Linked DNA regions of Oryctolagus cuniculus: region 2 is linked to region 1. Evidence: chromatin contacts called from public Hi-C data. All regions are on one chromosome and are shown on one strand. The core of a region is the stretch at or near the end of the contact, and the rest is flanking DNA. Distances in the headings are between cores, read along the strand shown. Region 1 holds the start of UNC5C (unc-5 netrin receptor C). Region 2 overlaps BMPR1B (bone morphogenetic protein receptor type 1B).

Region 1 (7,093 bases), core at 890-3,389:
GAGGCATCTGGCGCGAAGCGAAGGAAGGATTTATGAGCGTGGCCACTTAGCAGGGCAGCAGGAAAATTTACTCCGCAAGTAGCTAGCGCTAATTCACAAAGCTTTGCTAATGACCTACCACCCCCCACCCCTCACCCCCGCGCACCAGCCTGGGCTCCACGCCGCCCTCAACCCCCAACGTGCCCGCCCCCAGCGCCCTGCTCGGAGCCAGCGAGCTAGCGAAGGGAGCGGAGGAAATGCTGTCGTAGCACCACGGCGTGTGCATGTCACGGAGGAGCTGGGGTGTGCATGTCACGGAGGAGCTGGGGGCTTCTGTCGGCTCCTCTCCAGCCCTCCAAATTTGGAAAGAAGGATAATGGAGATGGGGGGGGGGGTCCCTGAGTTGCCAGTGAAGCTGCCTAGGCTGCCTTCAGCCTCTCCTCCCTTCCAGGAAAAGCTGAGCCACCCTCCCCCAGCCCTCTATCGCCTCCAAACTGTGGGCAAAGACTCAGGTGGGCTTGGCCAGAAGGTTGGGGGCCCAGGTGACCACAGAGAGACCCCCAAAGGGGGCAGCCTTGACTTTTTGTCCTGCCCAACCCCACAACGTCCCTTCCACGCAGCTTCCTGGGCTCAGAAGGCTGGGAGCTGCCAAGACCATTCCAAACTCCGGGGGAAAGGAGGAAGCCAGGCAAGCAGTCCGGTGCCTTCTCTCCTCTCTGGCCCACCACCAACTCCTTCGTGGTCTTGGCCGCTCCCCTCCCAACACCGGAGTAGCCCTAGGTCGGGGCACTTTATTTCCAAGCTCACACGCGTTAAATTAAAATGTCAGACTTATAAACTGGCCGGTTACCCCGGGAAGTCTCGGATTTGGTAGGAGTAACCAGCCCGATCCCGATCGCTGAGAGCTCTGGGGTTTTAAGTTTCTCGGGCGCCTGTTGGGAAGGGGAAGAAGGCGCATGGAGAGGCATGGGCTCCCTAGACCCGCCACGCTGCCACAGCCGGCCCTGGAGGGCTCTGTCTCCACAGCGCCCAGGGGGAAAACCGCGCTGGTGGGTCCTCAGCGGTAATGGACTTATTTCTGTAGCGGAGCTCCCCTTGGTCTCCAAGCAATGATAATCCTGCACCCCCAGCTGTGGCACAGCACAGAAGGTTCCGTGCACCAGGCACAACAGGGCGCATCTCTGGCATGCCACCCAGCTGTCGCCACCGAGGTTCGGGACTTGGCGTGCACCGCGGGCAGCAACGTGCGCGTGCAGGGCTGAAAGTGCAAAGGACACCCCCAGGCACCTCCAGGCACTGACAGGGACGCCAAGTCCACACCCTGTACGTCTCCCCGTTGCATCCATGCCCATCTAGGAAGAGAGATTCAAGCTCATCAGCACCATCCACGCATCTTGACTAGTTAGGAAAGTGGAATTCCAAGTGGTTTCCAGTTGCGAGCCACGGGTTACACTGAAAAGGGCAGAACTGGGTAGCAGGAGAGAGAGAAGGAGGGAAGGAGGAAGCATGGGGAGGCGGCAGCTGAGCCTGGAGGACCCCCTTACCTTGAGCGGCAGAGCCCGTGCCGCTGGCGCTGAGCAGGGCCAGGGCAGGTAGCACGAGCATTTGCAGCACATATCCCAGTCCCAGTCCGCAGCGGGCCGCTGTAGCCCGCAGACCTTTCCTCATGGTAGACGGAGGTGTGCAGTGGGGAAGCCACCCAGAGAGAGGCGCAAACAGCGGAAAGCCCCGCGCCGCCCGGCAGCTGCTGAATCCGCGCACCGCGAAGCAGTCAGAAGAAATCGCCACAACCCAGCGCCACACTCCACTTTCTCCAAGGGCAGGGACCAAAAGGGGGTGGAGAGGAGACGCCGAGGAGGAGTTTGCTGGTCCCTCTTTGCCCGTGCCTTCTAACTGATGTCTCCAGCGAGCGCCTGCTCTGCCCCCACTTGGGAAGTCTGGGGAGGCGCAAGGCAGCCACCTCCACCGCTCCTCCCAGCAGCACGAGCAGCCGCAGCTCCACCGCGCGCCGAGCCTGGACTGCTGGCCCGGTCCCCTCACAGGCAGGGAACACACACAGCCACAGGGTGGGGGGAGGAGGAGGGAGCAGAGGGAAGGCGCTTGGGCACAGCGAGGCGCTCCCGGCTCCAATCGCAGCCTTCTCTGACGGGCAACAGAGACGCCCAGGCTGCCGCTGCTGGTGGCGGCCAGGGAGGGTCACCTTCTACCAGGGGCGCTCATCTCCGAAGAGGAGGCAGTCAAGGAGGCGTGCAGGACACTTCCCAACTCCGCTGGGGGGTCAGCAGCTGCGGGAGCGCGCCCAGCCGCCTTATGTAAGGTAGACTCCGGACAGAGACCTGCAGCCAGCGTGGATGGTGGGGACCGGCCTTGGCGCGCCCCGCAGAAGCAGTGGCCGGGGCGCGCCGGAGGACCACGCGGCTGCCGGGAATGGGAACGCGCCTGCACCCCGCGGTGCGCCAGACCTGGGCTCCTGGAGGGCAGCGGGCGCGCCCCGGGCCACTTGGCTGCTTGCAGTGGAGCTCAGCCTGCCTCCTGCCAGCTTCACCGAGTCGCCAAAGCCCGAGCCAGATTCCTGGGACTGGACTGGACTCGCTCTCCCACTTCGGGTCTTGCGGCGGCGAAGCCAGGTGCAAGCTAGAACTGAAGTCCTCAGTGGTGGGGAAGAAGGCTTGAAGCTTTGGCAGTGCCCAGTCCACTGCACTCTTGGAGTGCTCAGCGCCACTTAGACTGTTTTATGCTCTGAGCGTCCATGACATGTCTGTTGTGGAACAAAAACTAAAAGCTCCAAGAAAAGTCCTTTTCAGCAGTGCTTGCTCTGCGTGCATCCTGGTGACTGGGCACTTTGAGTATGTTATGGGTGGTGAGGCAATACTGGGAGGAAATCTCCCAGGGGAAAAGGAAAAATAGAACAATATTTGTAGATACTCAAAGTGATGGTGGGAGCTATGGCTTCGTGTCCAGATTCCTACCGGGGAAGTGGAAGGACTCAAACCTCTGAATATTTTACCTTTCTATGGGAAAGGATTGTCTGGGTAATTAGGTGGTGAAGTCTTGTTGGAAGAATTAAATGAGGAATGTAGGAGTCAAAACTAAGGCACTAAGGCGAGGCTAGACAAAAAGACAGGGGGATGGGTAAAAAGGTCAAACAGCAAGGCTCAGCCAGCATTTTGGGAAGAACAAATTCCCTTCTCTAAGAATGGTACACTTCTAAATGAATAGATTATGCATCAGGGAAATGTTAAAACTCTATGTACAAGGGGGGTGTAGTGAACACACGGGCAGGGCACTGGAGGCCTACTGGAGGCACTGGAGGCTATGATCTGAATTTTCTGTTACCCTGGGCCCGTCAGGGAACCTTTGCCTGTCTCCTCTGTGAAATATTTTCTTCTTGTTAGTTCTGACATGCTGTGGTGTGTCTGCTCAGCTTCACCTAAAGAGCCAATGAGTCCTGTCTTGGACAAATTTGATAGGTCTGAAAAGATCATGATTGCCAGACATTGACCCAACTGTTCTGTCTTACATCTATGGAGTTTCTGCCTGCCACACTAAAATTTCTTCTTCCCCCTCTTCATCTGTCAAATGCCAAGACACTGTGACATTTGGTAAAGGGAGGTGGGGAGAGTGCTGGTGCCAGACGGTTGGTTAAACTCTTAGTTCCAGTGACTACCTGACAGGTAATGAGCAATAAGGCTAGGTGCCTCTGTTTGCCCAGTCTGTTTAATGGGAGTAGTAGTAATAATTATCTTGTAGGGTGATTATTCAATCCTTATATAAGGATAAGGATTAAACATATGTAAACTGCCTAACACAAAGTTATCATTAATTGCTGTTCTTTCCATTGATGGGAGATTTCCATCAGTCTCAGGCTATCTAGTCCAGAGCTGTTCAACAGAACTTTCTAGACATTAGACCTATGTGGCTACGGAGCACTTGCAGTGTGGCTAGTGTGAACTGAGAACTTTAATTTTTATTTAAATAGCCACATGTGATGATCAGTAGCTACCATGTTGGGCGGTATAGCAAGACCATCATTTCTTTTGAGGATCACCAAAAAGGGTCATTTGTTATCTGTTTTTACAAATTTTCCAAGAAGGACGATGTAATAGTAAGAAGTAAATTCCTCTGGATATTCCCTCTCATATGAACAACATCCAAAAGTTATTCACTTTTTATCTATTGCAGAGAATTTTGCCTTTATCATTTCATCTGCAGCTCCTAGCACAGAGCCTGGCATGCAGTTAGCGCTCAATCAATATTAATCCATCATCACAAAGGCTCAAAAGGGAAAAATTCTCAGTGTGCAGGACAATCGAAGAAGGCTGAAATCGTCACCTACTACTGCTTGAGCCTTGAGGTGCTCAATAACCGTTACCATATGAAATGAATTCCTTGGCAGAAAGACTACGGGATCAAGAGGGAAAAAGTGGTTCAGTACTGAAATTCAGCCTAAAGAGGGCAGAAGAATGGTTTGAGAAATGGTGTGTGGAGCAGACATGGGAAAGGCAGAGGAGAGTGAGAGAACAAGGGCAGGGGAAACACTTGCAAATAGATGGGCTTCACCAGCCAGCAAGTTTCCTGCTCTCTGCAGCCCAGCTACAGGGCAGCTTATCTTGGGTTATCAATATACTCTGCAGAGATTTTGTTGACTATCCTATTTTTCTTTTCATGAAAATGAAAGTGCAGTGTTTCATGGAATTCTGAGCCATAGAGTCGCTAATGTCATGCAGACATAGACTCAAATATCCCTGTTGTTGAGATGACTTCTCTGACCAGCATACCTAAAGCACCAATCCATCATGCTCAACTGCATTCACCTGTGTCGACTTTCCATATGTCATTATTTTCTATATACACATATGTATATACACAATATACAAATACTCACAGGTATGAGTATATGTATGTATTCTTTCCAAGAGATTGCATGCTTCTCAAGGGGAGGAATTCTGTTTTTATAGTATGTTCAGCACTCTGTACCCTGAATCTAGGATGAAGTTTGGCATCGAATAGATGGTCAATAAATGTTTACTGAATATGCAATGGGTGAATGAGAGCCAATGAATTTTAAATGAAGTCCTTGATTAACACCCCCACCACTGTGCAGTTTCAAATTATGAGTTGACTTGACAAGTTATTGGATAAAAACAAATTTGGACAAATTTTTTTTTCACTGAAACTTTATCGGAATATGACTTTTAGGGTTGGTGTATTGCAGGTGTTTAAGGAACAGATGAGAAATTCATCTCATTTTGAAAAATAAAAATCTTCATTTAAATCCATATACAAGGGCTTCCTTTTTCTTGGCTACAGTGAGTACAGAATTAACTCTGGGATAATAAATCCCAGTGACAGGTGCTAATGGGAATTAAGCATGCAAATCCCCTGCATATCCCTCCAGAAATCTACACCAAGAGAAGTATGCTATTTAGCATGTAGGCTGCTTAGTAATAATGTTATTTACTCTAAGCCAGTATGGGAAAAGTTTCCAGCTTAAGGCTTAAATAAAAACAACTGAACATATATTTGAATTATAGAAATATTTTCCAGGTTTATTTCTGTCCTTATGTTTGATTCCTTACTTTTTGCCTTTGTATGTGTTTCTAATAATAACTTCATACTAGGAAGGTTAGCAAGAAAAAAGGATGATTTTAGTGAACAATAGGATGATGTGGGGGAAACTTTTTCTTAAGTAGGAGTTGGGGGCCCAGAAACTTCAGACAACATTCTTGCTAGACACAAACTAAGGAGAGCCAGTTCCGATTCAGTTGATCAACCCACCTTCTCAGCCCCAAGAAAGAGCTGGCCTGCCATAAGCGTACACACCCTGGAACTTTATGCTTTTTATGAATTATATCAGATGAAACTTACTTATGTGCAATTGAAAGAAACCCAACTTAAGACAGCTTAAGCAAAAAGTGAAATTATTCCTATGCATAACTCAAAATTGATGGATTAAAAACCTAGACTAATACTGGCTAACATTTACTGATCGCTGGCTGTGTGTCATGCACTATTCCCAGGTCTTTCCGTAGATTATCTCATGTAATTCTCACATTGGGGATTAAATTATAGTGCTATTATTGTCTTAGTCTGTTTTGTGCTGATGTAATAGAATACCGCAGACTGGTTAATTTATTAAAAAAAAAAAAACACAGGAACTTATTTTATTACAGGCCTGGAGACTGGCAAATCTAAGATCTGTGAACTAGTAACTGACAATGACGTTCTTGATGGTGGAGGGGGAAAAGGGATGGTGAGGGAAGCATGAGGTGACCAGCTCTCCTCCTTTTTTTAGAAACCCACTTCCATGATAACAAAACCAGTCTTGAGGTAATGGCCTTAATCCATTCAGGAGACTGGTGCTTGCCCCACCCCCATCAAACTCCTCCCATTAGGCCCTGACTCTCACCCTACCCATTGGGGATATTTCCAACAGAAATTTTTGGGGAGCACATTCAAACCACAGCAACTATTATCCCTATGTTATATGTGAGGGAAAAGAGTGGTTAGATTACTTGCCCCAAGGTCATACTAGGCTAGCACTTATTTAGTGCCTGAAGGGGTCATATTCTAAATGCAAGAACTTAAACATTCATAGGACTCAGTCCTCCTCTCCCACCCCAATAGCTTGGTTCTGCTGTCCTCTGATTTGGATTTGGTCTCCTCATGGATTTTGTGATCTCTATGCTCTGATTCCTGGAAGTTCTAGGTTTACATTGTCTTCATCATGACCAATCTCAGCACAAAGAGCATCCTCATTCTGAGATGGCCAAGAAAATGTAGACTTATGTCTCCAGCCTATCTTGTTTCACTTACCAATAATTGAGGGAATCACCATGGCCAGATGGTTGGAATAAGCTCAATGGCAACATCTAAGGCATGTGCCAATTTTTTTTTACACTGGAAAATTGGATTGAGAGTGGGCAGAAGGTGTCCCTCATAAAGAAAAGTCAATATGTGGAGATGGAAGATTAATGCAAAGAATATATACCAAGAGAATGGATGTAGGAAAGGCAGAACAACAGATTACCTCCCCCTCTTTTTTTTTTTTTTTTTGTGCTGTGTGGAAATTAGTTCTTCCTGTTTACTTTTGAGCCACAACACATCATTGTGG
Region 2 (7,216 bases), core at 2,784-5,283, 390 kb before region 1:
CTGTTGGTTATTGTCTCTCTGTGTGTGTGCGTGTGCGTGTGCGTGTGTGTGTGTGTGTGTGTCTGAGTTAAAAGAATAAAGAGGAAGCATCGGTCAGGTTAATTTAACTAAATTTTAACTTAAAAAATAGATAAATATAACCTCCAGATGGGACAGCAGAGGGGAGTGGAGGCCACAAGATATCGCTGCTGTGTTTTTTTTTCTTATGTAGATAGGGATCGTCTCCGTACATGTTACGTGATCATTTCACACCTTACGAATGCTGACTCATTTTATTTTATTTTCATGATGTTAAGTTCACTATTTAATTTATTATTTTTCCTTCTCTGTGGCACTTGTCAAAACATCTCTTCTGCTATTCAGTTCTAAGGCGTTTTCACTTTTAAGCATCATATTAGAAATTGTCGACAGGGCCGATAGTCTCTAGCAAGAGGAATATAATAATGTTAAATATTGTATATGTCTCTCTCAGCTCCATTCATTTACATTTCTTTATTGAGGTTTGCTTTTACTTCTTAGACATTCTTTAGTGGTTAGTAAAGAATGTGTTAAGTACCTCCCTTTTGGCCTATAAAAACAGATGTTCCTTCCAGAATACTCCAGGGGGCAGTGTTTTATAACACATTTTCCCCGCTGGGTGACTGAAAGATGGAGACTTTTAAAACATTTGACAGGTGCATGAGAAATGAGGAAACATTTTCCTCACTTGTGAAGTGGCTTGCAGCTGGTGACTTGATCATCCAGAAAACATCCTAGGGCGCTGAGTGCTTCCAGTTTGGGAGAATCCTAGGAGAAGCACACATCCTACATTCTGCACTCACTTCCCAAGGCATCTCACCCACAGTTTCTTTGTAACCAAGAATTTATTACTCCTTTAATTTGACAAGAAATTTCCTGCTTTTTCTTTTTTCTTTAGGAGTAAAAACAGTTGCTTCCAAATACTGTGTTAATCAGAGTGCTGCTTTCATGGATATTAAAATAACCTCGATGCACAATGTAAAGATTCCTTTCTCGTGTCTGATTATATTCTTTGTGATTCTTTGTGTAGTTAAGGTGGGTGTGATAATCATCTGGGCCCTGCAGACAATCTGCCTGTGTGTAATCAGATCATCTTTAATCAAAGGAGTAAACATGGATGCAGTTAACCGGTATGCATTCGTGTTTCTTGGGATCACCCTAATTTGAGATTGGAATTAGCCTCTTAGTCAGAAATCATGCTTTCTTTCTGGTAAGTTCTTGAACATGGGATAGCCTAGAATATTTTATGGGAAAGGTGATGATTTCTAGGGAAGTGTTTATTCCAGTGAAGAATGGGAGAAATTAAAATAGTGTCCAGATTGCTTCTAGATTATCCATTTGGTTGCTTTGGGAAAAATCTCTAGCTTACTCTCTATTCCCCAGCCTGATTTACTCACTATGAACATTTTGAAGTTTATTTCTGAGATACTTAAAAAGACCCACTTAATTATTTTTAATGAGAAAGGGATTTATTTATGAAAATATTTTTCTCTTTAACATACCAAAATCCACTTAGGTAATACTAAATTGTTCTTGAAGGCTACCTACTCACCTCCCAATAATCCTGAATGTTTTTTGAATTCCTAGGGGTTCAGAATTGAGTTTTGTTTTATTGTTTGGTCTTTGATTCAGATAAGTGAGAACCTGGAGACTAGTAGTATATAGTTGATTGCATAGTTTCAAGATTATTTCAAAGACTAAGCTTTTTTTCTCCTAACTCCTCCCTGTCAGAGTAATCTTAAATTATTAGATGTTAGAGAAGTTTTGTATGCTAAGATTTCAGGTTTATAGTTTATGCGTGTATATATTATATAAATATATGTATATGTAAATATTACGTTCAGTGTGGAGTCTGGTGCAACTCCATTATGTGGATTAGAGAGTAAACTATTATGGATGATAAAGTACTAAATGAAACCTAATATTTATTTATGAAAGTGTGTAGGTCGTTCAATCACAAGTGAAGTGGGATGAACATTGAGTGTGAGGAGACAGGCCTCTGACCTCCTGGAAAGCACTGCGCTAAGTTCCCAGTGACCATTCTTTTTTATTCCTCAAGCAGAGAGCTTCTCAGAAAACATGCTGAGATTTTATTTACAGGGAATCCTTTGACACATTTCAATTGATGTGAAGTCAAGTATAGCAAGTACTCAATAATGACTGAATTTCATGTTGCTCGGGTCATGCATATTCATTAGGAGTTTTATGTTGTTGGTCTCTTTTGCCTCTTCTTTGTCTGTGGGTGCAAAGGCACTGAGAAAAGGACTTTTTTTTTTTTTAACTTGAACGTGTTGCGTCGTTGTATCTCCTTAGAAAATGCAGTCCCCTAGCAGTGGAAATGAAAGAAGTTAGCATCAGAGGTGATTTAATTTAGCAATTATGACTGCTCTTGTAAAACAGAAACAAAAAAAATGCCATATTTTTTGGAGAAAAGTTGGCAATTTATAGGGGTTTTGTTGTCTGTTTCAAAAGAAGACTCATTTGTATTCCTTGGGGAACCAGTGCCTTATGGAATCTGTATATACTGTAATTATTCAGGACTAGGGAACAAACGATTGTATTGTATTTGTTACAGATTGTATATGGCTTTGTTTTAACATTCCCCTAAATAAAATAGTTTCATTCTCCCCTTGGAAAGAGCAAGACTGTTATCTTACAGTTGTGCCTGTTGTTGTTGTTGTCTTATTATTTATTTACTTTGTCTTTGAAAATCTCACATTGTATCAGGTGGGAGGGCTGATGCAGGAAGTCTACTTCCTGTGCCAGAGGGAAGAGAAGTGTTGGGATGGCTTCCATTTTCTCTGTCATTTGGAAACTCAGTCATCTGCTGAGAGCAATGGGACGTGCAGGGAAGAAGTGTTTGCAGAGAAATGAGGGAGGTGTCAATGTTTGGCTGTGGAAAATCCCAGCTTCCTGGGGAACCACAGTCGCGTGGTTTTGGGCAGTGCCGAGGGGTGATGACACTAAGTGTGTGGCACAGTGACCCAGAGCCTGGCCTCCTGCTCTCCGGCCCCTCTTATGCCTCAGGGTGTGACACTAGGCACGTGTTGACTTCTCGAGGATGTGATATTACTGTCTACCACACAGAGTTGTCCTGAAGATGAAATGGAATAATACACGCACCAGGCATGCAGTAAGTACTCAATTAGTACCGTTAGCTACGATTCCACATTCATACGCCGCTTTTCCGTGTAGTTGGTGATGTTTGTCTTGCTAGCAGCAACCCAAACGTAGGCATGTAGACAGCTGCCATTGACTTGGGGTTTACCAGTCCTAGGCAGCTATTGGTCAGAGGAAATAAGAACTACCAGGAGGTTGGGTGTCATGGGGCTGAAGTAGGGAAAGAATTCAAGAGAGGCGTAACTAAGAAGGCAGAAGAAAGGCGGTGAAATGACAGGGGACCCTGCTTATGTGAAATTGTGCAAAAGCTGTGACTGAGAGGAGGCTGTGGCCAGAATCTGGGTTCCGAAGGAGAGTCGCAGCCCCAGGCCTGGCTGAGTGGCTGATCACAGGAGTGGGAGGTCCTAGTCAGTGAGAGAGAGCCAGGCCTTGGGCTTCAAGTCCCCAGGGATGGGAGGAGTGCTGAGGAGTGGAGCTTGTCAGACAGTTCTCCAGGGCTACAGGAGAAGGACAGGGCAGCAGGCAGGGCCAAAGAGTCCAGGGGAAGGCTGGTGGGCCTGGTGGGCCTGGGGGCTTAGGGGCCGACTGAGTGGGTGCACAGGTAATGCATGCTCCAGAGTGGTGTGAGAAGGAGCTCACCCTTGCTCCCTCATGCAGGGCACTCAGGGTGGGGAAGGATGTGGCTGCTGCTGCTGTTGACCTGGAAACAGCCCCAGGGGGGTAGGCCACCCTCAGCAAAAGGACAAAGCATTGTGCAGCCCTGGAGGGCAGAGTGGGAAGCTGGGGTTTGAGGGGATCTGTCAGACACGGGGTCTGGAGCCAGGACCCACTCTTGCTGGGGAGTACTGTCCGCAGCATGGGCTTGCATTGAGTCACGGTCCATGCAGGGACAGAAGGTTTGTGTGAGACAGTGCCAAGAGAACAACTGCTTCCTAGTGCTGGGATTCAGAACCACCCGGCTCACATCCTGTTGTTTCCACTTTCTCAGTCCTGCAGAAGGACATAGTGTCCAACCATCGCTTTTCTCACCTGGAGTGAAAATCGGGCTAAACACCTCACATCATGGTGCTCTTAGGAGGGGCAAATGAGATGAGTCTGTCACGGCCCATGCCAGGTGGGTAGCAGGTGCACAGGCTCACTGCTTGTCCCTCAGCCATAAAGGTTACAGGACCTGAAGCTCTCTGCATTTGAGACAAGCTGAGATTTGCCACTGGGGCACCTGTCACCTTGTCTACACTGTCTTCTGTATGTAGCTGGTTTCATTCAGTCCTTTCTCTGGACTCAGGCACTCAGGTTACCAGTCAACCCCAGCTGGGAAACGGGGCCTTCCCTGGATGCTAGTCGTTTGAGAAGTTCAAGCTTGGTTGTTGCCGATGGTCACCATTCCGAAATAAGATGAACTTTTGCTTCTGCCAGGTAATTGTCACCCTGGCTTCTGATACTAATCCAGCTGTCAGGTCTCAGGGGTGGGTCAGGGTTGTTTGCTTGGCACCTGTTAGGTTGGCACTGAGGGATGCAGAGAGAGCCCAATTCTCAGAACCCTCCAGTGGCCTCAGCTGAGAGACAGGCTCCCTGTGAGTCCAGGCCCCTTGCCAATATGACCTTGAAAATATTCATGTGCTTTCCCAAGTGCAGCCTTCTCAGTAGGATTCCCGGCTATGAAGGAAGCTCCATATGAGTGGCCGACGGGTGGGTAACAGTCTGAGTCTGCCCCACCGTGTGCTTTCTGTGTTCCCTTTGTAAAGTACCCTTTTGTTTTGCTTTGTGTTTTTTGAAGATTTATTGATTTGAAAGGCAGAGAGTTACACAGAGGCAGAGGGACAGGTCTTCCATCCAGTGGCTCACTCCCAGAATAGCCACCACAGCTGGAGCTGGACCAATCCAAAGCCAGGAGCCTCCTCTGGATCTCTCATGTGGGTGCAGGGGCCCAAGGACTTGGGTCACCCTCTACTGCTTTCCTAGGCCACAGCAGAGAGCTGGATGGGAAGTGGAGCAGCCGGGACTCAAACTGGCACCCATATGGGATACTGGCACTGAAGGGTGTGGCTTTTACCTCATATGCCGCAGTACTGACCCCTTGGTTTGTTTTTTAACTTGAAATTTCTTTTTTTTTAAGATATATATTTTTTGTTTATTTTAAAGAGTTACAGTGGTAGAGACAGAGAGGTCCTCCATCTGCTGGTTCACTCCCCAAATGGCTGCAATGGCCGGAGCTGAGCAGATTCGAAATTGGGAGCCAGGAGCTTCTTCCGGTTCTCTGACGTGGGTACAGGGGCCCAAAGACTTAGGCCATCCTCTACTGCTTTCCCAGACCCTAGCGGAGAGCTGCATCTAGAGTAGAGGAGCTTGGACTTGAACTGGCGCCCATATGGGATGCTGGCATTTCAGTCTGGGCTTTAACCTGCTGCGCTGCAGCGCTGGCCCCTTAACTTGAAGTTTCTTTCAGCCACTGACCTTTGTTCTCCCTTTGATTTTACCCTGGGTCCACTTTATGTGTTTCTGTAACTTCCTTAGCTCTGAACATGATCTGTTGTGATCCCAGCACAGGCTCAGGTGTACATCCTGTCTAGGAACACTTCTCCAGGTAGTTCTCTCATGGAGGGAAGGACTGCCAACTTTGCTTCCCTCCCTACCTTCCAAGCTACTTTCTGCTTCACCCTGGGAGGATGCTCACCTTGGGTGCAGTGTGCTCTGTGCTGTGTTACTGGCCTTACCTTTCAGGTCCTATTCCTGTAGCTGTTTGCAGACTTCATTTAAAATTGGATCTCTGAGGGGGCCAGTGCTGTGGTGCAGTGGGTTAAGCCACCATGTGCAACACCAGCATGTCTTATGAGCACCTGTTCAAGTCCCTGCTGCTCTACTTCCAATCCAGCTCCCTGCTAATGTGCCTGGAAAAGCAGCAGAGGATCGCCCAAGTGGTTGGGTCCCTGCCTTGTAACCTGGATGGAGCTCCTGGGTCCTGCCCAGACCAGTCCTGGCCATTGCAGCCATATAGGGAGTAAACCAGCAGATGGAAAAATCAATCTCTCTCTTGGTCTCTCTCTGCCTTTCAAATAAAGAAATCTTTCAAAAAAAAAAAAAAAAAACTTGAATGCCTGAGTATAGGGCCTAGCACTCTATTTACAAGCTTGCTAGGGAATTCTGCCATGGATATTCTGAGTCATTGGTTCTCACCCTTAGTATCACCTGGGAGCTTTTAAAACTCCATGCTCAAGCTGTTCCCAGACCAGTTAAAGCCAAATCCCTGGAGGTAGGACCCGGGTGATTCCAGGGTGCAGAGATGCTTGAGGTGTACCTTCCCAGAACCCCATCCATCCAAGACACCAGGGTTTTTGTTCTGTGGAAGAAGTGTAGGGTGACTTACCATGGAGGGGGACTTTTTTTGTGAAGAAACAAGGCAGGCAGCACTCACTCTTGCTTATAAATATAATTTATTACCTGTTTAAAAATTCTTTCTTACATTTTGTACATGTTGGCTGACAGAATAAATGCAGGCAATACGAACCAAGGGGACTGCAGGAAAACTTGGGAGAGGCAGCCAGGGAAAGAAAAAAGAGGCACACCCAGAGCTGTATCCCTCACCTCCACCACACGGCAAGGCAGTGGCGGATGCCTAGAGAGCACTCTGCTGCCACCAGGGTTTTTTTATTTTTATTTTTTTTAGAAAAGGAATTGCATAGAAGATACAGCAAAAGGGAACTCTACCACAATGACAGAAGTGTTCCATATCTGAAAAGCCAGGGTCGGTGGTATTTTGTTTAAAAAAAAAAAAAAAAAAGGATGGCAAAGCACACAATTTCAATCTGACATTTCTGCAATTGAGCAGTTCCACGGCGGGGCAGCAGGTGGATGAGACAGCCTCCGATAGGGAGTCAGTGGTCATCCTTAGAAAAAGCAAAGAGGGAAGTTACCGGCTTGGTCGAGCTCGACATGAAACTGAGCGCTTACAACACTGCGGCATCTAAAGCACACACAGAGCGATGAGATACCCTGCACTTGGGCCAAACACATCTGTCTGGAGGGGGAGGGCTTCACTGTCAAGACTGGGTGTGTGAAAGGGTGAAGAGATAGCTCAGAT

What was found. A called contact is a pair of places that touch in the nucleus more often than the background predicts.
Region 2: a contact with region 1 is called in a Hi-C map of an unstated tissue, with 2.5 times the contacts expected there. The contact joins the enhancer-like site here to the promoter of UNC5C in region 1. A contact is called at or near these places in 2 of 6 Hi-C or Micro-C datasets (ear pinna and an unstated tissue).

What each region holds. Positions count from the first base shown.
Region 1 is chr8:69,849,184-69,856,276 of mOryCun1.1, reverse strand. It overlaps UNC5C (unc-5 netrin receptor C), which reads right to left and starts at 2,139. Exons shown (of 17, transcript XM_008267581.4): 1 at 1,524-2,139. The coding sequence starts at 1,647.
Region 2 is chr8:70,238,363-70,245,578 of mOryCun1.1, reverse strand. BMPR1B (bone morphogenetic protein receptor type 1B) reads left to right here. Exons shown (of 14, transcript XM_017347401.3): 14 at 1-2,655. Among named protein-coding and RNA genes, the nearest start is that of UNC5C, 390 kb to the right of the region's middle. Within about 2 kb of position 4,033, at least 1 of the 8 cell types and tissues checked has an H3K27ac peak or open chromatin away from gene starts, as enhancers often do.